6 separate regions of the Mus musculus genome follow, and all the other regions are linked to region 3. Evidence: chromatin contacts called from public HiChIP or PLAC-seq and promoter capture Hi-C data. All regions are on one chromosome and are shown on one strand. The core of a region is the stretch at or near the end of the contact, and the rest is flanking DNA. Distances in the headings are between cores, read along the strand shown. Region 1 holds the start of Sdccag8 (serologically defined colon cancer antigen 8). Region 2 holds the start of Pea15a (phosphoprotein enriched in astrocytes 15A). Region 3 holds the start of Fmn2 (formin 2). Region 4 holds the start of Tagln2 (transgelin 2). Region 5 holds the start of Vangl2 (VANGL planar cell polarity 2). Region 6 holds the start of Pigm (phosphatidylinositol glycan anchor biosynthesis, class M).

Evidence for each region. Promoter capture Hi-C pulls out the DNA fragments that hold promoters and counts their contacts. HiChIP or PLAC-seq counts read pairs in DNA pulled down with a chosen protein or histone mark.
Region 1: a contact with region 3 is called in a promoter capture Hi-C map of pre-B cells, with 4 times the contacts expected there. The contact joins the promoter of Sdccag8 here to the promoter of Fmn2 in region 3. A contact is called at or near these places in 1 of 39 promoter capture datasets (pre-B cells) and 1 of 115 datasets of contacts at active chromatin or transcription factors (astrocytes).
Region 2: a contact with region 3 is called in a promoter capture Hi-C map of pre-B cells, with 3 times the contacts expected there. The contact joins the promoter of Pea15a here to the promoter of Fmn2 in region 3. A contact is called at or near these places in 2 of 39 promoter capture datasets (embryonic stem cells and pre-B cells) and 1 of 115 datasets of contacts at active chromatin or transcription factors (astrocytes).
Region 4: a contact with region 3 is called in a promoter capture Hi-C map of embryonic stem cells, with 5 times the contacts expected there. The contact joins the promoter of Tagln2 here to the promoter of Fmn2 in region 3. A contact is called at or near these places in 3 of 39 promoter capture datasets (embryonic stem cells, hippocampal neurons and pre-B cells) and 6 of 115 datasets of contacts at active chromatin or transcription factors (astrocytes, embryonic forebrain, embryonic stem cells and 2 more).
Region 5: a contact with region 3 is called in an H3K4me3 HiChIP or PLAC-seq map of embryonic forebrain, with 5 times the contacts expected there. The contact joins the promoter of Vangl2 here to the promoter of Fmn2 in region 3. A contact is called at or near these places in 1 of 39 promoter capture datasets (cranial neural crest) and 2 of 115 datasets of contacts at active chromatin or transcription factors (astrocytes and embryonic forebrain).
Region 6: a promoter capture Hi-C map of pre-B cells shows a contact between it and region 3, with 6 times the contacts expected there. The contact joins the promoter of Pigm here to the promoter of Fmn2 in region 3. A contact is called at or near these places in 2 of 39 promoter capture datasets (hippocampal neurons and pre-B cells) and 3 of 115 datasets of contacts at active chromatin or transcription factors (astrocytes, embryonic stem cells and forebrain).

What each region holds. Positions count from the first base shown.
Region 1 is chr1:176,812,470-176,816,352 of GRCm38.p6, forward strand. It overlaps Sdccag8 (serologically defined colon cancer antigen 8), which reads left to right and starts at 2,191. Exons shown (of 18, transcript NM_029756.3): 1 at 2,191-2,586. The coding sequence starts at 2,520. It also overlaps a transcript of Cep170 not described here.
Region 2 is chr1:172,205,527-172,209,255 of GRCm38.p6, forward strand. Pea15a (phosphoprotein enriched in astrocytes 15A) reads right to left here and starts at 1,278. Exons shown (of 4, transcript NM_011063.3): 1 at 1,071-1,278. Gm17224 (a long non-coding RNA gene) reads left to right here and starts at 1,457. Exons shown (of 5, transcript XR_865735.3): 1 at 1,457-3,728.
Region 3 is chr1:174,499,474-174,503,481 of GRCm38.p6, forward strand. It overlaps Fmn2 (formin 2), which reads left to right and starts at 2,352. Exons shown (of 18, transcript NM_019445.2): 1 at 2,352-4,008. The coding sequence starts at 2,573.
Region 4 is chr1:172,498,628-172,502,394 of GRCm38.p6, forward strand. Tagln2 (transgelin 2) reads left to right here and starts at 1,619. Exons shown (of 5, transcript NM_178598.2): 1 at 1,619-1,705. Igsf9 (immunoglobulin superfamily, member 9) reads left to right here. Exons shown (of 21, transcript NM_001145800.1): 21 at 1-250.
Region 5 is chr1:172,025,171-172,029,222 of GRCm38.p6, forward strand. It overlaps Vangl2 (VANGL planar cell polarity 2), which reads right to left and starts at 2,125. Exons shown (of 8, transcript NM_033509.4): 1 at 1,828-2,125.
Region 6 is chr1:172,375,178-172,378,867 of GRCm38.p6, forward strand. It overlaps Pigm (phosphatidylinositol glycan anchor biosynthesis, class M), which reads left to right and starts at 1,354. Exons shown (of 1, transcript NM_026234.4): 1 at 1,354-3,690. The coding sequence starts at 1,522. The coding sequence ends at 2,793.

The DNA.
Region 1 (3,883 bases), core at 941-3,440, 2.3 Mb after region 3:
TTAAGCCCACTTAAGACTCCTGTTTTAGGACACCAACGTTTTAGAGTACTTACAGAAGGAAAAACTAAAAGCTGTGCGAGTTTTATTTTTTAAAACAATGGCAAAAATACAGATTGCTTGGTTTGTAACTTGCTATTTCCCAGGGCTGACTTCCTCAGTCCCTGCAGCCTAAATACATCGGGCTTTATCAGTAAAGATTTAGGTTCTGTATTTATAATGTAACTCTCACACTATCCTTCCACTTGCTCCTCCTCATCCTGCTTCATCCTATCGTCGGCTTGTTTTAAGCAAAAAGGTTGGCAAAGCACTGCAAATACCATAAGCTTAAGATTTCAAACGATTTTAAAGGATGCATTTTCAAGTAAATGTATTGTCTGCTTCAATAAATTCCTTCCTCTCCAAGTGGTTGAATTCTCATTAACAGAATAAAAACCAATCAATTTCATAAACTAAAACATAGGTGGCCTATGTTTTTGTTGTTGTTGTTTGCTTTAAGCAGATCCTAATGTATTCCCTTAGGAACATGAACGCATTACCCACCCAGTGGAAAAAATAATTCTGCTGGTTCATTTCCCTGCTAAACAACAGCTTCGCTGTCAGGCCCTACCTAAACCCAGCCCTCATTGTCACCTAGTAATTTTAAATTGATCAGCTTGGCAGACTTGGGACTCTAGCCTGTACAGCCTGTCTTTATACTCTTTGGGGATGGGGGTCAGGACGACAGTTTATACTCAAAATCAGAAAACAGAGATCATATGACTTAGGACACAATTCCTTGTCTTCCCGTACATGTCACGCAGCTGCTCTCTCTCTCTCTCTCCCTTGAATAAAAATGGAAGTGAACTAGACCCAAACCCAACAACTGAATCTTGGGACAATGAAGCCCACAGGAAGCCACTCGCTCCTCCCGTGGGTTTACTACCGAGCTGGAGGCTACGTGGTGTGCTGTCGCCCGGCAGCCTGCGTGACAGCACGTCTTCCACGCCCTCCCAACGCCATCTGAAGGCTAGTCGTCCGTCACCCCCTCCTCACCGCCGCCACCCTCCTCACACCCCGAAACCAACCCTACAAAAGGGATGGGCGCCCTGGAAAACTCCCTTGCCCAGCGGCAGCGCAGCCATTCCTTAGACGCTCCGCCCGCAGCGTTCCCAGGCAGCTCAGGCGGCGGCTACACAAAGCGGGAGTGAACAGAAGAGGACCGGGCGCACTGAAGGGAAGCCGGCCCTGTGCAGCCGGCCGCAGCCCATGGGGGAGGGGAGGGAGGGGACGGGAGGGCGGCGGCCGCGCGGGGCGTCCCGGTGGCGCCCCTCGCCCTCCAGGCCCGCACTCCATCCCGCCGCGGGCCGCGCCCAGGCCCCGGCCCCGGCCGCCGGAGCTATGGATGTGCAGAATCCCGGGCCATGCCGACCCCGAGCGCATCACTTACCCCTCACCGCAGAGAGGGACCGGACCGGGAGGCGGGGCGCGGCGCGTCCCGTCTGTCTCTGCCACGCTGTCCTCCCCCCACCCCCTCGCCGTTGTCGTCGTCGTCGTCGCCGCCGCCGTGGAGCTGGGGGCCCCTCGGTTCCGCTGGGCAATAACGTTATTCCACACACGCCCCACACATAGCGGGAACGGCAGCGAACGGCAGCTCAGTGCGCAGGCGCCTCGCAAAGGGCAGCGAGCCAGGTCCTCTCCCTCCTCCAGCCAGGGCCCAGCGATGCCTCACTGCGCAGGCGCCAGACCCAGACAATGAAAGGGGGCTTTGCAGAGGGTCTCACCCACACGCTCTCGCAGCTGCCCACTGCGCAGGCGTGCCCTCAAGACAGTCTTGAACAATAAAGAGCCGCTTGGCTGGAGTGGGACCGCAACCAACCAGGACTACGATTCCCAGCGGGCAGCGCGCCAACTCCACGCGGAGGGCGGGGCTCTGAGCAGGCTAGGAGTTGCAGTGTCCGTCACTTTCACAGTTTGGCTGTTTGGAAGATTTACACTTCATTTTCTAGAGAAAAACAGTTTTGACAGAACTCCTAACTAAAACCGAGTTTGCAGTGAATGCTTGCGAGGGCTCAGGGATCAACTCCACACCGGCCCGTTTTGAAGAGTCTTAAGTCCTTCACCGGGCCGGTTCTGTCAGCGAGTCTATCCAGCTGGCTGAGGATGGCAGGACAGCGGGACTAATCCAAGCGATGCAAAAGGGAAAGGGCGCGGCGCGCCAACCCGTCTCTTGGCAACAGCCTCAGGCCGCTAAACTGTCGGAGTGGCGCTCCGAGCGCATAGCCCTCTGGGAAGCGTAGTATAGCTGGAAGGCTCATAGGACTCTCGAGGCTGCAGGCTTTAAGCCTGAGAACTACAATTCCCGACGTTCACCATGAGGGCCAGGGGGTAGGAAGAGCCCCTAGGAGCTCGGTCCGGGGTTCCTGGTTCCCTAGTGACAGCAGCGACAGGAAGCAGGCAGGCATCCCCTCATCCCCAGCGCTAGGCCTGTCCTCGGAGGGGTGCACTGGATACTTTCCCGCATAACTCCCATCTCTGACCCCATGGCGAAGTCCCCAGGGAACTCTACCCTGGAGGACAGTCTGGGGCAATACCAACGGAGTCTCCGGGGTGAGTTGCTCCGAATCTCAGTGCCTAGTAGCTCTTAGGTACCACGGGCAATAGTGGGTTGTTTTTTGTTTTTTTGTTTTTGTTTTGTTTTGTTTTTTCCAGAGACTTTCCTTGAGCACTAGCCAGGCTGTGGAGGAAGACGACCGATGTTGCTCTGACCTTATGGATGAAATCTTTTAGTTTTGTTTTTAGGATTAAGCAGCATTATCCTTATCCTTGTGGTTGGTTACCTGACCCAACAAGGAACCTACATCTTGATTTAAGTGTCTTATCAACCAGTGCCAGCACAAACTCATGGGCAGCTCCATGCCACTTTTACCCTGTTGCCATACTGTTGCTGTTTAATTCAATAAATTCCTTATTTATATTTCTTACACATGCAAATTCTGGTGTAGTATAGCAAATCTGACGTATAAGTCCAGAAAGAAAACACTAATAGTTATTTGAAATAATACAATATCTACTGATCTACATTATTTTCATATAGCAAAGTATTTAAAACTTTATCTCACTAATGACTCCATTTTACTGGTCAGGAAACCAAAGCCAAAACTCACACAGCTGGTTGGTAGCGGCAAAGGCATGTACAGAATTCAGGCCTATCCACCTTCAAAGCCTATGCCTTTCTTATTAATCAAGTAATAATTACTATAATCGAAGCCTAGCTTAGTTAATTCAAGTTTTCTGAGCAAAGAACCAGAAGAATAATTATCTGGCAAAGTGCTCTCCATACTCATAGCTAGCTAGCTCTGTTCTTTTGACCACATGTGAAATCTCCGGAAACTTGAGACTTTGTTATAGTGAATTCGTGGTGTCAACTACAACATGATTATTATGGAGAACAAGTTAACCAAAAGAATAATGAACATAAGACTGATTTATTTTCAGAAGTTAAGAAATCTGTAGCAAGAAATGTGTGCTAGGGGCTGGGAATGTGGCTTAGTATTAGAATGCTTGTCTGGTGTGTGGAAAAGAAGGAAGGAGAGATGGGCAAGTTAATGTGGGACTTAGAAAGATTTCACTAAAGACTTTATTCCACGGGTTATGATGTACTTTTTCCTATTCTGCATTTTCATAACCCCATATGCTATGGCCAACAGATAAAATATTTGAATCATTTATAACCTGAATTATTCAGCAAATGATAACTCAATGCCTGATTTGGATTAGCCATATTAGGTGATGAATCGGCCACAAGTCTCTATGGTGTGGAGTCTTTGGATTAATGAGGGAGACAATAAGCAAAGCAATCGCAGATTGCTATAGTTCAAAATAAGGGTGTAACCAATGTTTGGCA
Region 2 (3,729 bases), core at 28-2,527, 2.3 Mb before region 3:
TTTTCTCTGTGGCTCTCTGGTCAGCTCTCCCTGTCTTCTCACACATTCCTCTCATTCTCTCTCCCCCTGACTTGGGTTCCATCCTTGGCTGACTCATTCTTTTCACCCTCTCCCTGGCTTCTACTCCTTCCTCCATCCTTTGGCCATATTGATGTCCAGGCTCTAGCCACTCCCAGGTACCCTATGCTCTAAACTGGCAGTCAGCAACAAAGGTCACAAGAAGCCCCTCACCCAGGTAAGAGCACAGGCTCACCAGTCCTTGAGGTATTGCCCACTAAAACTGTAAAATCTGGGTGTGTTTGTGGACAGTGGTCCTTTCCACCCACTACTGAACATTCGTGTTAAGACTGATGCTGGTCAAGGAGACTCCACATGGGAGGTAACAAACGGGTTGTGGTGGGTGGGTGGATGCCTAGTGCAGGGGTGTTGTGATTTGGTTTGTATGAGAGGATGTGTGTAAGTCACATGGGTGTGTGTCACTGTGTGGTTGGCTGTCTTTTTTTTTTTCTTAAAGGTGTGTTTCTGTCCCTGTCGGTTTTGACAAGGATTGTTTTAAAAATTAGTGTCTTTATATTGGCTACATCATTCCTATGTATCCCCAGCCCCTTTCCTCTGGGCAAGCTTCCACCAATCCCACTCTCCTCAGATGCAGTAAACTGGGTGTGAGAGTACCCAGACCAGTTGCCTGCTGCCGGAGGAACTGAAGCAGGGCTGAGCTGAGCCTGGACGCCTGCAGAGGCGAGTCCGAAGCTAAAGCGAGGAGGGAGGGGCGGGAGCTGGCCTGGCTCGGCCGGCTGGGCGGGAAGCAGGCTACATCCTAATCCCCAGGCCCCGTCGGACTCCCAAACTGCTGTTCAGCACGGAATGGGCGGATGAAGCCACGCTGCCTGTGACACTCTCCAGTCTCTGGATGCATGGACAGAGAAGGACCCCATGGAGCCTGACACCGTGGACCTGTCTGAATCCTCAAGCTCCCCTATTTGTCCCCTGCGTCCGGGATCGTGACCCTCCAAACCCAGATCCCCAATCTACCTCCTCCCCACGACACATCTTCCCTCTGCCCCTCTCACCGCCTCCGGAGCTGAGAGCTCAGGGTGCGGGCACTCCCGGGTCCCCGGTTCCTAAGCAGCGTCTGGAGCCTGCTCCTTGGCTCCTGCCACCGCTGCCGCCGATCCTGCCGCCGCCGCCTCTTCCGCCCGTGGAGCAGAGCTTGAGCCCAGCACCGCCTCACCCCACCCGACTGGCCGGTGATGTCAGAGCCGGGGAGGGGCGGGGGGCGGGGAGCGGGGAGGAAAGGGGGAGGGGAAGCAGGAGGGGACAGGGACTGGGGACTGGGGTTCTGGAAGGCTCCTAGGATGGGGGCAGGACTGGGATGGAATATGGACTCTTCCCCTTAAACTGTGAGAAGATCCTCGTTTTTTTCCTAATGGGTCACTTTCCTGCCCTCTGACCTTTGGTTGGTCACGATGGCCAGGACCCCTGGAAGGCAGATCAATTTGGATTGGGGGATTTGGAAGACCTATGGCCTCTGGGTTCTCTTAGCTACTTCGCTTTGGTATTTAGAAATCCTATTTCCTAGCCTTATAGATCAGAGACTCAGTAGGAAACGGTCAAGTTTATCCACGCTAGGAATAAAAATGGGACAGGGGCAGGCAGCAACAGGGAAATCTCTTTTACTTGGCCCGGGGCCATGAGCTCTTGTGTATAATAGCAGCTGGACCCCTGAGCACCTCCTGCCTTTCCCAAATATACCCCCACACACGCACCCCCACACCCCCACACACTATGATGTAATTTTATTTTCTGGAGGAAAAAAGCCATGAGCTCAGCATGCAAATATAGACAACAAAGCCACACTTAGCTGTCTCCTAGCTCTGTCCTTCTGCCTAGGCCCAGTGTGATAATTCTCACTTCCCCTACACCTCAGGGACTTTCCTCCTCCAGAGGCTCACTCAGCCGGGCTGAAAGAGGGAGGAGGGAGGAGGGAGAATTGGAGAAGCATCCGATTTTCACCCTACCTCCATGAGGGGCGTCAGCTCAGCTCTGCAAGTGCCTGACCCTGAGAACGGCTTCAATGTTTGCACACCACCAGGAACACCCCATTTTGCCTTCAGGTCCAGCTGATCAGAGACCCTTCCAGAAGCCTAAGATGAGCCCCTTCTTCTGGGAGGAGCAGGTCCTGGTCCTGTGCCTTAGGTTTCATATATAGTTCTTCTCTTTGCTCCTCTTACCCCCAGCCCCACCCCCACCCCCCACATGGCTGCCCATTGCTCCTTTGAGGGTAACTAATATACCCTCAGAAGTTGCTTTTGTTTCTGAGTCGCTGTAGGGTCGGAATCTATCATGTTGACCCATCTTTGAGACACAGAGTGACTGTACACTTTTGCATAGACATACCACATTTACATGAGACAAATGAGGCAGAGCAAAACACAGAGAATGTGGACTTTATACTTATTCTGTTTCCATAGACAAATTAAGTCCATAAAGTTGAGGATACCAGTCTCACTTCATAGGGTTCTTCTGAGAATCAGGAATAATAAAGTTTTTAGGGACTGGTACCAGATAGGTGCAAAAAAAAAAAATCAAAGACATGTAGTCTAGTATCTTTTGATCTATATGAAGTGAATCCCATAATATTTTTATGATGTAACCTAATACCCAATTACCTATTAGTTATCCATTACATGTGATTAGGTCGATTAGATATCTGGTTTCTGCTTTATATACTTCTGTCGCTTTCCCTAAGAATACTTCCTGGATTTGACTGTGGAGAGTGACAACTTTTCTAATCTTAGGACTCATTTTTCTATACTTAGACATCCAATAACTTTGCTCTGCCTTAACAAAAACTAGTAGCATGCATAATATGGTGATATACCACCGTAAGACTTAGAATGTTGAGGCAGGATTATTCCCATCTTCGGCTACATAGTGATACCCTATCCATAAACAACAACAAAGGATGTTTCCTTATTTAGAAGCTTATTCGGGAGTTTGGTCCTTTCATGCTCCCATCTTGTATATGTTTACTCCCACCTGAGCCTGTCCTGCGGAGTACGGGTGCGCACGAGTCCTTTTTATAGAAGCCCAATAGATCTAAGTCTAGGGGATACTCTTGGTTCCAATAGCAATGCCCTCTCATTACGACAACCACTACACAGGCCAGATCCTCCCAAACTTACTCTGATCAAAACAGTTTCTGAAACGGGGTTCCTTGCCTCTGCTTTTACATGACCCCTCCTCCCTAAGTCTATCCTGGCTTTTGCTACCAGATGAAATTTTGTCTTTCCCCAGTTCATAGGATTCAGTTCAGACATCTCTACAGAACAACCCCATTATGCTTACCCAACCTCGTGGCCACAACTTGAATTTCTCTTTACTTTTCAGACCTCTGGTGGGACTAACACACCTTGCTAATGCTTTTGAGGTTTGTTTCTTTGTTTTTGTTTGCTTTGACTGGGATGTCCCTGTCCTAATTCCTTTGCCTCCATTCAAAGCCCATTCTTCAATTGAAGGTCTGGAGAAGGTTTGTTTCCATTGTGGAAGTCACCGAGCCCATCTTCTTGTTGTTGTTTTGTTGTTGATGTGTTTTTTGTTGTTTGTTTATTCTCTAAGACAGGTTTCCTCTGTATAGCCCTGGTGTCCTGGAAGTCGATCTGTAGACAGGGTTGGCTTCCAATTCAGAGAGATCTGCCTGCTCTGCCTCCGGAGTGTTGGGATTAAAGG
Region 3 (4,008 bases), core at 1,102-3,601:
GGGAGGCAGAGGCAGGCAGATCTCTATAAATTAGAGGCCAGCCTGGTCTACAGAATGAATTCCAGGAGAGCCAGGGCTACACAGAGAAACTCTGTCCCCCCCCAAAAAAAATTCTTAAAAAATAGACTTCCTACATTTATTTTATTGTGTATCTCTTTGTGCTATATTTTAAGATAGGAGAAATACATAATATATACTAAGACACTGATAGAGCTTTCTTAAGAAGCTCAGCCTCCACTCTGTCTCCCTGCCAGTCTCCTCTTCTTCCTCTCTGTGGATAAGCTTAACCCCGAAGCATCTACTATCTCTTAATAAATTGAATACTTTACAAATTGACTAGCTGCCTCACTCTGACTTGTCCTGAAATTCTTTTTGGTGAATATCCTCAAGGGCTAGCTTTACCTTCCTGGCTGTCCCTAGACAGGGTAAGTCCTTGGGCTGCAGGAGGCAGCCCTGTCTGTCTCCCAGCTGATGTTACTGACAGGGTGGATCCCATTCATCCCCATTGCTCTTTATCATCGTCCCACCCCCCTTCCCATCCCCCATCCACAGTCCCTAATGTTTCTTCTACTACTTTTGTGACCTTATAATAGAGCTCTGTCAACTCTGACCTGCCTCTCAAAGGCCACCTATTCTCCCACATTCAAAGGACTTGGGGAAAAAAAAATCCGTTTTCTTTCTGCCTTTCTTTTAGCTCTCTGTCCTCCCCTCCCCCTTTGTCTCCTGAACTTCTTGGGTATATCACAGAAGAGAATAGCAAAGAAACAAACAGGTCTGAATCAAAGTTGCTCTGCTAGAGAAAGAGCAAGAACCAAGAATCAAGTATCTCAGTATGCAGCATTCAAGGAGGCCGAGAATTCTAGTGGCCTACAGGCAAAGTGTGCCCTGGGGCAGCCTGCATTCTAGAAGAGAGGAGCCAGTAGTCTTGTGAAAGAGGTGAAATAAAGGCTTTTCAGGCTCTCGGGATCCCTTGGAGACTGAGATATTACGCTGGCACAGTTATTAAAGCTGAGTTCTTCAAACTGTTTACTCAAAAAGGCCACCTAAGGACATCAGTCCACCTGCTCCAGTGAACACTTGTTTTAAAGATCATAGTTTGAGAAAGGATGGTAATTGCTGTCTGGATTTCCAACAAAGAGTAACATTGTTTTACAAATGCTACTTTTATGATTTTTTTTTGCTTTTATTGTTTGCAGCCTTTTAAAATACTAATGAAGCTTTAAGACATTTAACAAAAACTATAGTTTAATGTCATTAAAATAAAGAGGACAATTCACAGTAAGAAAAAGTGATTGTTATCTAGGTCTAAAACTTAGGAAGCCCTGGCCCTGGACAAAGTGTGCTTGGATGGGTTTGCTTGAGAAACTGGTCATCCTTTATAGCACAATGTCTAATTTCCTGTGTTTGTACCAAGGGCATTTTTTTTTCTTTTTCCTTTTATACAGCATCACATTGTGACATGTTTAATATTGATGAGTTTGACCTCCTGGGAGTTATAATTCATGCACCCCTTTTAAATACAAATGTTGTCTAATTTATATGGTAAACACATAGAATTTTGGAGATTAGCATGTTAATCAGCTTTAATCTCAGTATTTTCAGCATCCCCTACCTCTCTTTTCTCTGTCCAGAAAGGTCTCACAAAACCACTTTGGAAATGGCAGTTAACGTCCTGTTCTTGAAGAGGCTTGTGTATCAGGCAGAGAGTCTGGGGAAGGAACCTTTCCCTAAGTAGCATGTTCACAAACCTTAAGAGTGTGCAAAGCCATGGTCAAGTATTTAAGGGACAGGACAGACAGGACAGTCCACCCATTCAACAAGTATTTGAACTGGAGCCATACAGAAGTTCTCTCTCTCTCTCTCTCTCTCTCTCTCTCTCTCTCTCTCTCTCTCTCTCTCTCTCTCTCTCTCTCTCTCTCTGTGTGTGTGTGTGTGTGTGTTCCTGATGTTATGGTACTTCTGACCTGGAATTAGGCTTCGATTTTTCTCCTGTGTTTTTCTCTTTGCAGGTCTGCGAGCTTTGAAGTTTCATCAAACTGTTCCAACATTCCAGTTCTTGAAAAGAGGGCAACATGTTTTATTTTCAAGGTGGAGATGAAGGTCCCAGAGATAACCTGTCAGAAAGATTCTAAATTCGATCTAGTCTGGGATACATAAAGACAGCTCCTGCTGTCCCCACCCCCAATTATGAAGTACTAGAGATAGACGGGTTTTCCTACTTGGTTGCAGGAGGAGCCAAAGGGGGCACTGAAGGGGCGGCGGCGGTGGGCGGGGAGCCAGGCCAAGGCTGAGTCCTGTGCAGCCATTGGTGGGGAGTGCGCGCTGAACTGAGCATGTTCGCGCCCGCCAGCCAGGGCCGCAGCCACAGCCGCAGGGACGGCAGCCGGGAGAGCCACCGCGCATTATGCAAAGCGGCAGCAGATGTGAGCGGGGCCAGCTGGGCGCTCCTCGGCCTCCGCTCCCAACGGCCGGCCCAGCTGCCTGAATTGTCCCGGACACTCCCCTGGCCCTCTCCAGGGCCGAGATGGCCTGAGGACCCCAAGGCGCGGCGGCGCAGCAGTGGGGTTGAAACATGGGGAACCAGGATGGGAAGCTGAAGAGAAGCGCAGGTGATGCCTCCCACGAAGGCGGCGGAGCCGAGGATGCCGCGGGGCCCAGGGATGCGGAAATCACAAAGAAGGCGAGCGGGAGCAAAAAGGCGCTTGGCAAGCACGGCAAGGGGGGAGGGGGCAGCGGGGAGACCAGCAAGAAGAAGAGCAAGTCCGATTCTAGAGCCTCGGTGTTTTCCAACCTGCGGATCAGAAAGAACCTGACCAAGGGGAAAGGTGCCTGCGACTCGCGAGAGGATGTGCTGGACTCACAGGCCCTGCCGATTGGGGAGCTGGACAGCGCTCACTCTATAGTCACCAAGACCCCGGACCTCAGCCTCTCCGCTGAGGAGACAGGCCTATCGGATACCGAGTGTGCTGACCCTTTCGAGGTGATCCATCCCGGTGCTTCTAGGCCTGCTGAGGCTGGGGTAGGGATCCAGGCGACCGCGGAGGATTTGGAAACTGCGGCTGGAGCGCAAGATGGACAAAGGACCAGTTCTGGTTCAGACACGGACATCTACAGCTTCCACTCCGCTACGGAGCAGGAGGATTTGCTCTCAGACATCCAGCAGGCAATTCGTCTGCAACAGCAGCAGCAGCAGAAGCTGCTGCTCCAGGACTCCGAGGAGCCTGCAGCGCCCCCCACTGCCATCTCCCCTCAGCCTGGGGCCTTTCTGGGCCTGGACCAGTTCTTGCTGGGACCTAGAAGCGAGGCTGAAAAGGACACAGTACAGGCACTACCGGTGAGACCTGACTTGCCTGAGACCACCAAGTCTCTGGTGCCTGAGCATCCTCCGTCCTCCGGAAGCCACTTGACCTCCGAGACACCAGGTTATGCGACCGCCCCCTCCGCAGTCACAGACTCTCTCTCATCACCAGCCTTCACCTTTCCGGAGGCTGGGCCAGGGGAGGGAGCCGCCGGAGTTCCCGTGGCTGGAACTGGGGACACAGATGAGGAGTGCGAGGAGGATGCTTTTGAGGATGCCCCCCGCGGCTCTCCAGGGGAGGAATGGGTCCCAGAGGTGGAAGAAGCCTCACAGAGGCTGGAGAAAGAGCCGGAGGAGGGCATGCGAGAATCCATTACCTCCGCAGTCGTTTCTTTGCCTGGAAGCCCTGCGCCCAGCCCACGCTGCTTCAAACCTTACCCACTCATCACCCCCTGCTACATCAAGACCACCACTCGGCAGCTCAGCTCTCCTAATCACTCCCCGTCCCAGTCCCCCAACCAGAGTCCTAGGATCAAAAAGCGGCCGGACCCTTCCGTGAGCCGGAGCTCCAGAACCGCCTTGGCCTCTGCTGCAGCCCCGGCAAAAAAGCACCGGTTGGAGGGTGGCCTCACGGGCGGCCTCAGCCGCTCAGCCGACTGGACCGAGGAGCTGGGCGTCCGTACGCCAGGGGCAGGAGGCTCCGTGCACCT
Region 4 (3,767 bases), core at 369-2,868, 2.0 Mb before region 3:
CTCTGTGTCTCGGTGGCCTGGTGGTAGGCTTGAGTGAGCTTGGTATAGAGTTGGATGTACTGACTCTTTAATTAGTCTGGGAGCTGAACAGGAATGTGTGTGTGTGTGTGTGTGTGTGTGTGTGTGTGTGTGTGTGTGTGTGTGTGTGCGTGCGCGCGCGCAAGCGCGCGTTCGAAAGTGGTGTTTATGGTGTGGGTGCAGGTTTCTTTTTTTTAAAAAACAGGTGAATAATAAATGTCTGGAAACCGTTTCTCTGTCACCTCTCTTTGTGTTTAAGAGAGATGAGGAAGTCCCTGGATATGTACAGAGAGGGTTCTGAATGGGACACATTCAACAGTCATTCAAGAAAAAAGTTGTTGAGTGCCTAGTAGAGATCTGCTGTTAGGCCAGAAGCCATGAGAAAATAGAGAAATCACTGGGATAATGCCTTTGTCCTTGGGGAGTTCTCGCTAGTCACTGAGGCCAACTACGCACTGTGATAAAGCTGTAAGCTGGTTATCACATTGGCACAAAGAGTTCAGTTTGAGTCAATATTTAGTAAATACTTAAAACATGTGGGGATTCCTGGGACACTCACAGGAGACTGCTCAGAGTTCTTTCCATGTCCCGTCCACCGCCCGGAGTTTATTTTGTAGACTGGGCACGGCAACTAAAGCCAAAGGTGCTTTTGTAATTGACCAGAAGCCACACAAGCAGGTAACAGGCAGAGCAGGTGACGGGGCAGTGAAGGAAACCCACTTTCGGGCAGAGGAACACCCTAAAGGCACAGGGGACTGAAACTTGACATTCTGTGGGTCTGAGCGGGACTTTGGGGAATAGAGAAGTCAAAGGTCAGGGTGGAACTGGCTGCTGTTCTTTTAAATATCAGGCTCAACGGGGGACTCCATAACGTGAAGAAAGAAAAACACTGGTGGGTTTTAAATGGGGAACTCCGCTAACTACAGCCTGAAAAAGTAGGTGTTCTGGACACCCCTCAACTATTGCTCTTCACTCTTAAGGGGTAGAAAAGTGCCTGCCAACTTCCTCCACTAAGCCCCCGCCTCCAACCCTCCAAGATCTAAGAAGAAATGTCAATTTATTAAATGGGAGATGGAAGGGAGAGAGAGAACTGGGTCTGAATCCCAGGTCCCAAGCCCTACCACACCCTCAAGGCCCCGGGCAAGGAGTGACCTCACTGTTCTTTTTTTTTTTTTGCCCGGGCTTGAAGTTAAATGGCAAGCAGAACCACGTGGGGGTGCTGTCCCAGCCTGTAAGCACCAGACCTATTACTCCTTACTCTATCCTGTAGGAAGGCGCTTCCTGGACCTGAATTTACAAAAGGCCGGCCTTTTTGTAATAGTAGGCTTCTCATAGAAACAGGCCTGCGATCCTGAGCTAGCTAGTCTAGGCAGAAAGTTTCCTATTAGGATACAAGTCTATGGCTGGTGAATGCAGGTTGAGGATCCCCTGGGCGGAGACCTTTTGCAGCGGCGCCAAGGACTCCGCAGGTCCTTTACGGCTCATTCCTGCCTACTGACCACCTATCTTAAGCGCTCCAGCATTCCACGCGGCGGCGCCTTTAAACCCTCTTGGCCCTTGCCCCGCCCCTGGTCCGCCCCGTCTGAGGCGGGACCCCCCAGAAAACTCCAAGCCCGGCCGGGTCTTGAGCTCCACTCGCCGCTGCAGCCCCTGTCGTGCGTGCGCTCTCATCCAGCCCTCTTGGACGGTGAGCAGGACTGAGGGACCAAGGCAGCGGGGTGGGAGTTGGGGATTATGTGTGTGGTCTGTAGAAAGCAAGAAGCCAACACTTGAGACTTGCTTCTGGGAGCGTGGGGGTTGAAGACTGGCGGACGCTGGGGTCCCAACTGGGTGCCCCGCCCCGTGCTGTCAGGTCCGGTTCCCAAGCCTTCTCTGCATTGTTCAGCAGTTAAGCAAGGCAAGTTTTACGGGTGCACAAGACGGGGCGTCCGTCCCGACCCAAGAGGTCTGGTCCCAAGCCCCAGCCGTTTGCTCCAGCGTTGAGTTCTCTTTGGGGGGAGAAGGAAGGAGGGCGTCGGACGTCCGCAGGCTGCTGAGTGGCCGCAAGAACTAGGTTCTGGCGCGCGCTCCGGTCCATGAATTTACCGCGCGCCCCTTTCACTTCCTGGTCCAGGAGCACGTGTGGGTACTGCCTGCCTTCTGTGACCCCGAGACCGCCCTTTTGCCCCCCTCCTGCTAGTTCGTTTGTCCGGGTACTCGGGGTCACAGGTCTCCGGGAGTTATTTGCACAGTAGCCTGGTCTTCTGTGAAACCCCCTTCTTCTCCTGGAGCGCCTTTGACCTCGGACATCTCCGGGCTGCAGCCCTGACTGCACTCGGATGTGCCCTGTCTGTAGGGGTTGGCTGCTATCCAAACTCTCTTACCCTAGCCTGAGACCCGCTGCCCCCTCCCGTGCCCCCTGCTGCTGGGAAAGCCGGTGGTGGCCGCGGGCGGGCGGGCGGGCTGCCCAGACCTGCGTCACCCCAGTGGCGGGAGGGCGGTGGGTGACTCATCCACATTAACGGCCCAGGCAGGGTGTGGCCGTGGGGGTGGGGGGGACGGCCGAAGGGGCTGGACCGGAAGTAGATTACCTCCTTTTTGGGCTCTGCAGGCCTACCTGTGTTCCTATCCGAGAGGTTCTGGGATACGTGGTATCTGTGGAGCAAAAGCAGCGGTGATGGCAAGTGGAGGTGCGGTGTAGGAGACCAGTGGCTGGACGGGTCTCCTTGTTCCCTAGAGCAGTAGTCAGGGATAGCTCATCTCTAAGCTTCTCCCATTTTCTCTTCCCTGTAGCTCAGGGTACACCTCAGGCTTTGGGCCAAGGTAAGGAGGGGTGAGCAAGGTGTTAACGTTCCAAAGCCGCAAATAATCTTTGTCCTTGCGATCCCCTTGCACACCCTTGGTGTCTATGCTGGTCCCCAGGGGATTGGCCCCTAGTCAGTGTTCACCCCATGGCTTTGTCCTTCGAGATTGCCAGGTGTGGGCTTTTTAAGCAAAAAAAAAAAAAAAAAAAAAAAAAAAAAAGTCTTTCCTACCCAGGGTATGTCTTCTTTGATTCTCTACCCACAAACTGCATATGCCCTCCAGGTCCTCCAGAGCTGCCCCTTCCCCGTTCCCTGCTTCCCCAGTCTGGCTATACCCTGAGAATTGCTGGGATCGCTTTTGCCCCTTCGCCTAGAGCCTCCACCCAAGTCTGTGTGGAGTGGGTGTTCCTGCCCCGGGGGGGCCCCCACCCTGCCTCCATTCCCATGTTTGGTACACAGACGCCATGGCAACGGCCTCCACCCCCTCCTCTTCTCCTGAGCAGCCCTTGTGGCTTCCTGTTTGTGGAGCTTAGCTTTCTCTTCTGCTCTGGACTCTATCTAGGTGGTTAGGGGACTGGCCCCTGGTGGGGGAGGGTCTTCCCTAAGGCGTCCCCTTACCACAGTGCCCCCCACTGGCCTTCTGCCTACCCACGTGGCGTTTCTGTTTCAGAAGTTGGGAAGTTCCCTACATTCCACATGCCCAGGGAGAGGAGAGTCCCATTGTCTTCCCAACACGTAGTCATGAAACCTAGAGTCCAACCCTCCAGCTTGTCTCCCTTGCCTTCAGCGTTGACAGTGAATGGGGTGAGGTAAACTGCCATCCATCCATGGTTTGGGTGGAGCACTGGGTTGGAAGACCTTTTATGACTCCTCCTTTCCCAGTTATTGTTGTAACCTTGTGGGCCTGGTTGAGGATGGTTCCTAGGGCTACAGTCAGCAGTAGAGTTCGTCACTGGCACCCCCCAG
Region 5 (4,052 bases), core at 875-3,374, 2.5 Mb before region 3:
CTCCATCCAGAGTGTGCTTCTAATTTTTAAAAAAACTGCAGGATAAACTACTTGGACCCACTTGCAGAAACTCCCAGAGAAGCACCCCATGTCACTTTATCGACCCTACCGCTCCCTGCCAGGCCTCATGCCTTGGTGTATGCCGCTTCTAGCCTCCAGCCCACACCCCTCAGGATCCTAGAGGCAAGGCAGAGTTGGAGGGCTCTGAAGTAGCCACCTTCAAGATGGCTTTCCAAGAGAGCCGTGGCCTCAAAGAGAGTAACTGGGTCAGAGAAGCCAAGCGTATGGCCTCAAAGGGCACTAAAGCCCAGCCTGTGACAGCGAGGAAGGCCACTATTATGTCCTTGACTCCTGAACCCCAAAATTCCTTTAAGACGACTGGGCTCCTCCACCTCCCCAGCCCCCACAACACACACCAGCTCCCAGAAAAGTCCATCTCCCCAAATAAACATCACCTAAGACAACTCACTACTCACTACCCCCCCCCCAATGCACAATCCTCACAGGGGTCTCACACACTCAAGACACTACCCTTGAATCTAGGCAGGGCCATTCAAATCCTGCAGACAGCCTTCCCTGTGGGCTTTCTGCCAGGAAAATCTGCCTGCAGAGACAAGAGGTACCCCCAATACACACTCAAAATACACACTAGCAAAGACGAGCACATATCCACAGCTATCCATCAGTACAGGTTACTCACAAGAGCACAGATTCACACACACACACTCACACCCCTTCCCACCACACAGGTGCATACACACCTACCCCATATATGCCTACCACCCATTCAGCTTTTATAAACCCACCTTCTCTAATACCTGCCCATCTCTTTCCCATAAGCCCCTCTCTCAGCACATACACACACAGACACACACCCCTTCCCTTGAGTATACACACAAATACATACCCAAATACACAGCAGATGTGTGTGGTCAGCTCTCTCTCTCTCTCTCTCTCTCTCACACACACACAGAGAGAGAGAGAGAGAGAGAGAGAGAGAGAGAGAGAGAGAGAGAGAGAGAAACATCTACACATCCAAACCCAGGGCCCACCTGCAGGAACACGCAGTACGTCAAAGCGTATATGCACACACACACACACACACACACACACACACACACACACATACACACACAAAACAAAGAATCATGCATACTGATCCCCCAACCAACCCTTTAAAACTCACTAATGCAGTGCTTAGGACCTTCGATGAGTAAATAGGACAAGGGACAAATATGATGTCGTTGGTTCCCCACACACACCCCAACACACATTCACCAGTATCGCCGCAAGTCCCATCCTTGGGCTACACACACACACTGCTGTGCGGGGCCATCTCTCAAGGATCCACTCTACCCCCTAAACACATACCTGCCCCTTCCTCCCCACACTCCAAAGGTGTGTATGCATCCCTACATACCTTCAGCTTCCAATACCTCCAGCCTCCGATCCTTCCACGGCCTCTCCCACCACCTCCAACACACGCTACCCAATCCCCGGCTTCAATGGGTTCCCTTGGGATCGTTCAGGCGCCCGCCCTGGGCCCCCCGGCCCAGGAAAGTCCCCGGCTCTTAAGGCCTGGGCTCCGCCCCTTCCCCATACGCCCCTTCCCCTCCCCAAAGTTGGGGTTACTCCGCTGTGCAGTGGAGGACAGACCGGAAGGGGGTGCCTCAAGCCCCCCTTCCCCCAGAAGCCATCCTGCTTTCTCCAGGGCCGGGCGCTCCCTGGTCTTTTGCATGGTTTCCTTCTTTTTTCTGTTGCTTTCTTTCTTTCTTTCCTTTTTTTTTTCCGCAAACTTTGCCCGCGCCCCCGCGGCCCGCCACTCACCCGCCACTGCGAACAGCCCGGTGGACTGGGCGCACGCCCCACTCCGCTCCGCGCCTTTGTATCCGCAGCGCACCCGGTCTTTCCGAACTCCGCGCTCCAGAACCGGCAGCGCGGGCGATGGGGGTTGACGAGGGGGGCTCCTGAGGTCGCTCACCCCGGCTCCGTCCCAGACCACTCGCCTGTTTCCCCCTCGAGGCCCCGGGGGCAGGGGGCCGGAGGGGACTGCAGGGCACTCAGGCTCCCATGGCGGGACCCAGAACCAAGCAATCGGGGATCAGGAATCAGATCTGGAGCCGGCGGCGGAGGGGGAGGGGACCAGAGGGGGAGGGGACCAGAAGGGGGCAGGGGGCGGGGAGAGAGCTCCCAGGTGCCGCCTCCCGGCTGTTCCCGCAGCCGCCGCCCCTCCCGCTGCTGCGTCCATTGTCTGCGGCCCGGCTCTTCCCCGAGTCGCGGCACCCCCAGCCCTGCGCCTGGCCATGCCCTGCGCCCTCTGGATCCTGGGAATCCGCTCCTGGCTTCCAGACCTGGCCAGGAAGGTGTGCTCGAAGCTGCCTCGGCTCTTGGCTTTGGTCCAGCCCGCAGCCCCTCTTGGAGCTGTCTTCTTCGACCCCCGATTGAAAACCTTTCCCCTAGGCCCTGATGTTGGCCATATTCTCTTCTTTAGAACCACAAACCTGGTCTCACAAACTCCAGTGGAATCTGAGACGTGGGGAAGATTGGTCCCCTCCGGCCTAGAACTGCGAAAAGGGTCATCCCTGATATTAATTAGTGACAAGAGACAGGCCCCTCTCCCATGTATACGGTATTTCCCTGACACCATACCCCTCCTTCTTCCAAAAATAATTTAATTACTCGGTGTTCTAGCTGTGAGCGAAGACCGCCTAGTCAGACTGGGACGCTCACTCATTAACACGTTTTCCTCCCCTCTGGTTTGAGTGTTGGGATTAATTACAAAGGGAATCCTGCCCTAGGGGAGAGGGGGAGGGGGAGAAGACGAGGGCCCGCGACTTGGGGCACCAGAGGAGAGGGGGGCCTTCTCCCAGGAAGCCTAGAGAGAGAGGAAAAAAAAAAAAAAACCCGGGTGGATGCGGAACTCCAAAACTTTTGGCTAATTTAGCTTTGCAGGTAGGACCCAGGGAATGTAGGCTAGAATAAAATATCTGGCACATTTAGGGCATTTCCAGTTCAGAGCACACTAAGAAACAAACCAGTTAGAGTTGCTAAAGTGCCTAGGAACCCAACAGGGACGAGCCCACCATAAAGTAGCTGTGGGAAGGCCAGGTTGCCCTCGGAGTGAATGAAAGCAAAAGTATTATTACATTATTACATTGCTGCTAGTACTATTTACCTTGTAACCTGCCACTTACCTAGAACAGTGCCGCTTCAAAAGCATCTTCGAACACGTTTCCACACCCCCACCATCTCCACCTTCCAATTCTGATACCTGCCCCTCCCAACCCTGTGATTAAGAAATCCCAGAGAAGGCGACTCCCAGTCTCTGTTCCTTTCTCTAATGGAGTCTTCCCTAAAACTCAGGCACATCTCTGTTATACATTCGAACCAGTCCCCAAATGAGGACAGATTGTCTTTGTCCGCATATGGCTGTTCAAAGGTGAAGAAGCTAAACAAACGCTGCTTCCCTTCAGCTCTGCCCAAACCCTTGTTTCTCTCCAGCCACTGTTCCCGCATATTAGCAAAGAACTTAGCGTTAAGACGACGTGAATGAAATACAGTCATAGTTTCAAGTACCACAGTCTCTGCAAACACAATGACCTTCCTTCACCTACGTCTGTCATGTGCCAGGCACTGGACTGCTCTGGGGGTCCTGTAACCACACCAGGAATGCAAGGAAAGAGCAGAACAGTGGAAGACAGTAAAAGGAGACAGAAAGACCTCAGAGTCCCCTTACCTGTCCAAAGCACACCTCCAGTGTTGAGCACTAGTCTATAACTTGACAGTGTTAGAACTGCCACATTACGTTGCGGGCAGGATCTCTTTTATGTTTAGTGTAAATTATATTCACATTCTGCCAGCTTGTTTCCCAGACCCGGAGACAGGCCCCAAAGAATTGGAAATGAGTTTCTGACGTCAGAATTACAAATGACTTTGTAGAGCGGGCCCCAGCTGAAGTTTGAGATGTAAGTCAAGATGTCACGAACGTACGTACGGGAGACTTCAGGATTGATGTCTGTTAAGTGTGAAACGGGAATACACTCAGTTCTTCC
Region 6 (3,690 bases), core at 104-2,603, 2.1 Mb before region 3:
GTCCTTAACAAATAACAATTATGATAATTTAGGCCACGTATACTGTGATAACACAGTATCATTCAAATAACTCTTGACAGGCTCGACTTCTAAGATCAAGCCAGACAGTCTGTGTCAGTTACCATGTGCCTGCAACTGTAATGCAAGGAAGTACAAAGAAATACATACTTTCTACTCTCAAGAACCCTACAATTTAGTTATAAGGTTATTTGAATGGTAATGTGTTATCACAGTATATTATGGGCAATGCATAGTAAAAAACCAATAGAGGTAGTTATTAATCTACACCATGTAATTACATCAAAGCACAGACATACCAGACTATGACTAGAGGTTAATACGGCTCACTCAAAGGATAAATGTGAAGTGTAGGATGAGAGATGTCTAGGCCGAATGGAGCCACTTCTATGGTAATCTAGAAGACATTCCCTAGGGGCAGGCTCAGTTTGTAAGATCAAGGCAGTCTGCGTCAGTTACCATGCGTCTGAGACTGTAATACATTACAAGAAAGTACAAAGAAATAAAGAAATACTTTCTACTCTCACGAACAATTTACTTGAAACTGAAAACATTGTAAAATAAAGTATGAAGTTCTTGGCCCGGCGTGGTGGCGCACGCCTTTAATCCCACCACTTGGGAGGCAGAGGCAGGCGAATTTCTGAGTTCGAGGCCAGCCTGGTCTACAGAGTGAGTTCCAAGACAGCCAGGACTATACAGAGAAATCCTGTCTCGAAAAACCAGAAAAAAAAAAAAAAAAGAGTATGAAGTTTTAAAAAGTCAATTATAAGTGCAGTAAGAAATCAGGAAAAGAATGAAAGAGTTGGAGTCTTTGGCAAGAAACTAATAGTGGTAGGGTGAACGGAGTGGGTTGACGGCCGATTTTGACCTAGTTGAAGAGTTCTTGAAAAGAACGGAGTTGACAGTACTCCAGGGGAGACAATCTAGACGTATTTCGGTAGGAGGAACCTTCTTATCAGGGTAAAAAGACTATTTTATTTTAGGCTTATTCTTTCCATCTGTATTTCCCACTCTCAGTCCTCCAAGCCAGTTGGGCGGGATGTAAGTAGCAGCAGGTAGCAGCTCACTGTGTTCAGCGTCCTCCTCCGTAGATCTGAGCTGGGAACGCGGAAGCTCTGGTTACTAAAAACAAAGTTCACCCAGGTCCCAGGTCCACGACATCTCAGCCACTCCGGGATTTCCGGACAGCGGAAGCGTCGCCAATAAGGGACCGGAAATCCCGCCTTCGCCGGAGGAAGCTGCGGACGCTAGACAGCCAATCCCGAGGAAGGCAATCGTTCCGCGGAGACAGCTGAGAGCCCGCGCGGGGCTGGAGGCCGGAAGTACCGTGGGGGCGGGACTTGGGGTGCCGGAAGTGATCATTCCTCGGTTCTTCCTGTCGGTGCTGTAGCAGAGGAGATGCTCCCGGCGGCTGAGAGGCGTCAGCCCGAGGACGGTTAGCGAGAGGGGCGCAGTGTGGACCCGGGGCCGGGCCGGGCCGGGCGGGTGGCCCGCACTCGGACCATGAGCTACCCCATGCACTGGGGGGAATGGATCCTGAACTTTCGGGTGCCGCCCGCCGGGGTGTTCGGCGTGGCCTTCCTGGCCCGGGTCGCCCTGGTTTTCTACGGTGTCTTCCAGGACCGGACTCTGCTGGTGAGGTACACCGACATAGACTACCACGTGTTCACGGACGCCGCGCGCTTCGTCACGGAAGGGCGCTCCCCGTACCTGCGGGCGACCTACCGCTACACCCCGCTCCTGAGCTGGCTCCTCACCCCCAACGTCTACCTCAGCGAACTCTTCGGCAAGTTTCTCTTCATCAGCTGCGATCTCCTCACCGCCTTCCTCCTGTACCGCCTGCTGCTGCTCAAGGGGCTGGGGCGCCGCCAAGCCTGTGGCTACTGCGTCTTCTGGCTTCTCAACCCTTTGCCCATGGCGGTGTCCAGCCGGGGCAACGCGGACTCCATCGTCGCCTCCCTGGTTCTCTCGACCCTGTACTTCATAGAGAAACGGCTCATCGCGTGCGCCGCGGTGTTCTATGGCTTCGCGGTGCACATGAAGATGTACCCGGTGACCTACATCCTCCCCATAGCGCTCCATCTGCGGCCCGAGCGCGACGATGACGAGCGTCTCCGGCAAGCCCGGTTCTCTTTCCAGGCTCGTTTGTACGACTTCCTGAGGAGGCTGTGTAGCTGGGCAGTGCTGCTTTTCGTAGCAGTTGCAGGGCTCACGTTTGTTGCCCTGAGCTTCGGTTTTTACTATAAGTACGGTTGGGAGTTTTTGGAGCACACCTACTTTTATCACCTAACTAGGAGGGATATCCGCCATAATTTCTCTCCGTACTTCTATATGCTGTATTTGACTGCCGAGAGCAAGTGGAGTTTTACTCTGGGGATTGCGGCGTTCCTGCCACAGTTCATCTTGCTGTCAGCCGCATCTTTCGCCTACTACAGAGACCTTGTCTTCTGCTGTTTCCTTCATACGTCCATTTTTGTGACTTTTAACAAAGTCTGCACCTCTCAGTACTTTCTTTGGTATCTCTGCCTTCTGCCTCTGGTGATGCCACTGGTGAGGATGCCTTGGAAAAGAGCCGTAGTCCTCTTACTGTTCTGGTTCATAGGACAGGCCTTATGGCTGGCTCCTGCATATGTTCTAGAGTTTCAAGGAAAGAACACCTTCCTGTTTATTTGGTTAGCCGGTTTGTTCTTCCTTCTGATCAACTGTTCCATACTGATTCAGATTATTTCCCATTACAAGGAGGACCGCCTAACGGAGAGAATCAAATACGACTAATGTGTTCTGGATCTTCTGCAACATTCTGATTTTGCCGTATGGACTAGGAGGCTTTGGAATTTTTCTCCTCCCTGAACATTCTAAGCACTCTAGTGAAAGTTCCTTTGTTCCAATAGAAATTAAAACCAGTGTTGGCCTTATATATAAAGGGGGCCCAAGAACTGAGGTCCATGGTCCATCCTTTAGAAGTCTTAGGGCTCATTTGCTTGATGAGAAGAAAGCCATTCCTGTTTCACAGTTGAGAAGCCGGTGAAGCTAGAAGATGCTGAAATATTTTTGAACAGTAGAGGAATAAGGTCTCTAGCAGCGTTTGTTCCTGTCACATGGTGCTACTGTTGTACCTTCAGCCCCTGCCTTTTTTTTTTTTTCCTGCAGTTCTGACAGCGGTGGAAGTTGACAAAATCCCTAAAGCACAACATTTTTACGTATTAAGTATTAACAGTTCCATGCTCGGTTGGGAAAGTCTGAAATTTTTGTAGTAAGTGTGGGGGCTTAGAAGAGAACTAATCCAAAGAATCTAAATTGTGATCATGTATTTGTTTTGTAATTGAGTTTTTCAGTATTAGTACCAGTGGTATTCATTTTATATAAAAAGATTAAATTTAAACTCATCCACTGTAGACCTGAGTTTAAGAAAACGAAATGGAGCATTATTAACATGTATATGCTTATCCTTTTTCTAACTGCTAGGAAGACTTTTCCTCTAGAGTTTCCTCTGAGAGCGGTGTGTTGTAAAAGTGGTAAAATTTAGATGCTAAAGCCTAAGTTTTGAGTATAACTTCACTTGCTCTCTTCTGGTTTTATCATCTAAATTGTTACAAAGGAGAACATTGTTTATAAGGCATAAATCCTACACTCTGAAAATTCCAGGATAGAAAGGAAGACTGCTTGCTGTAA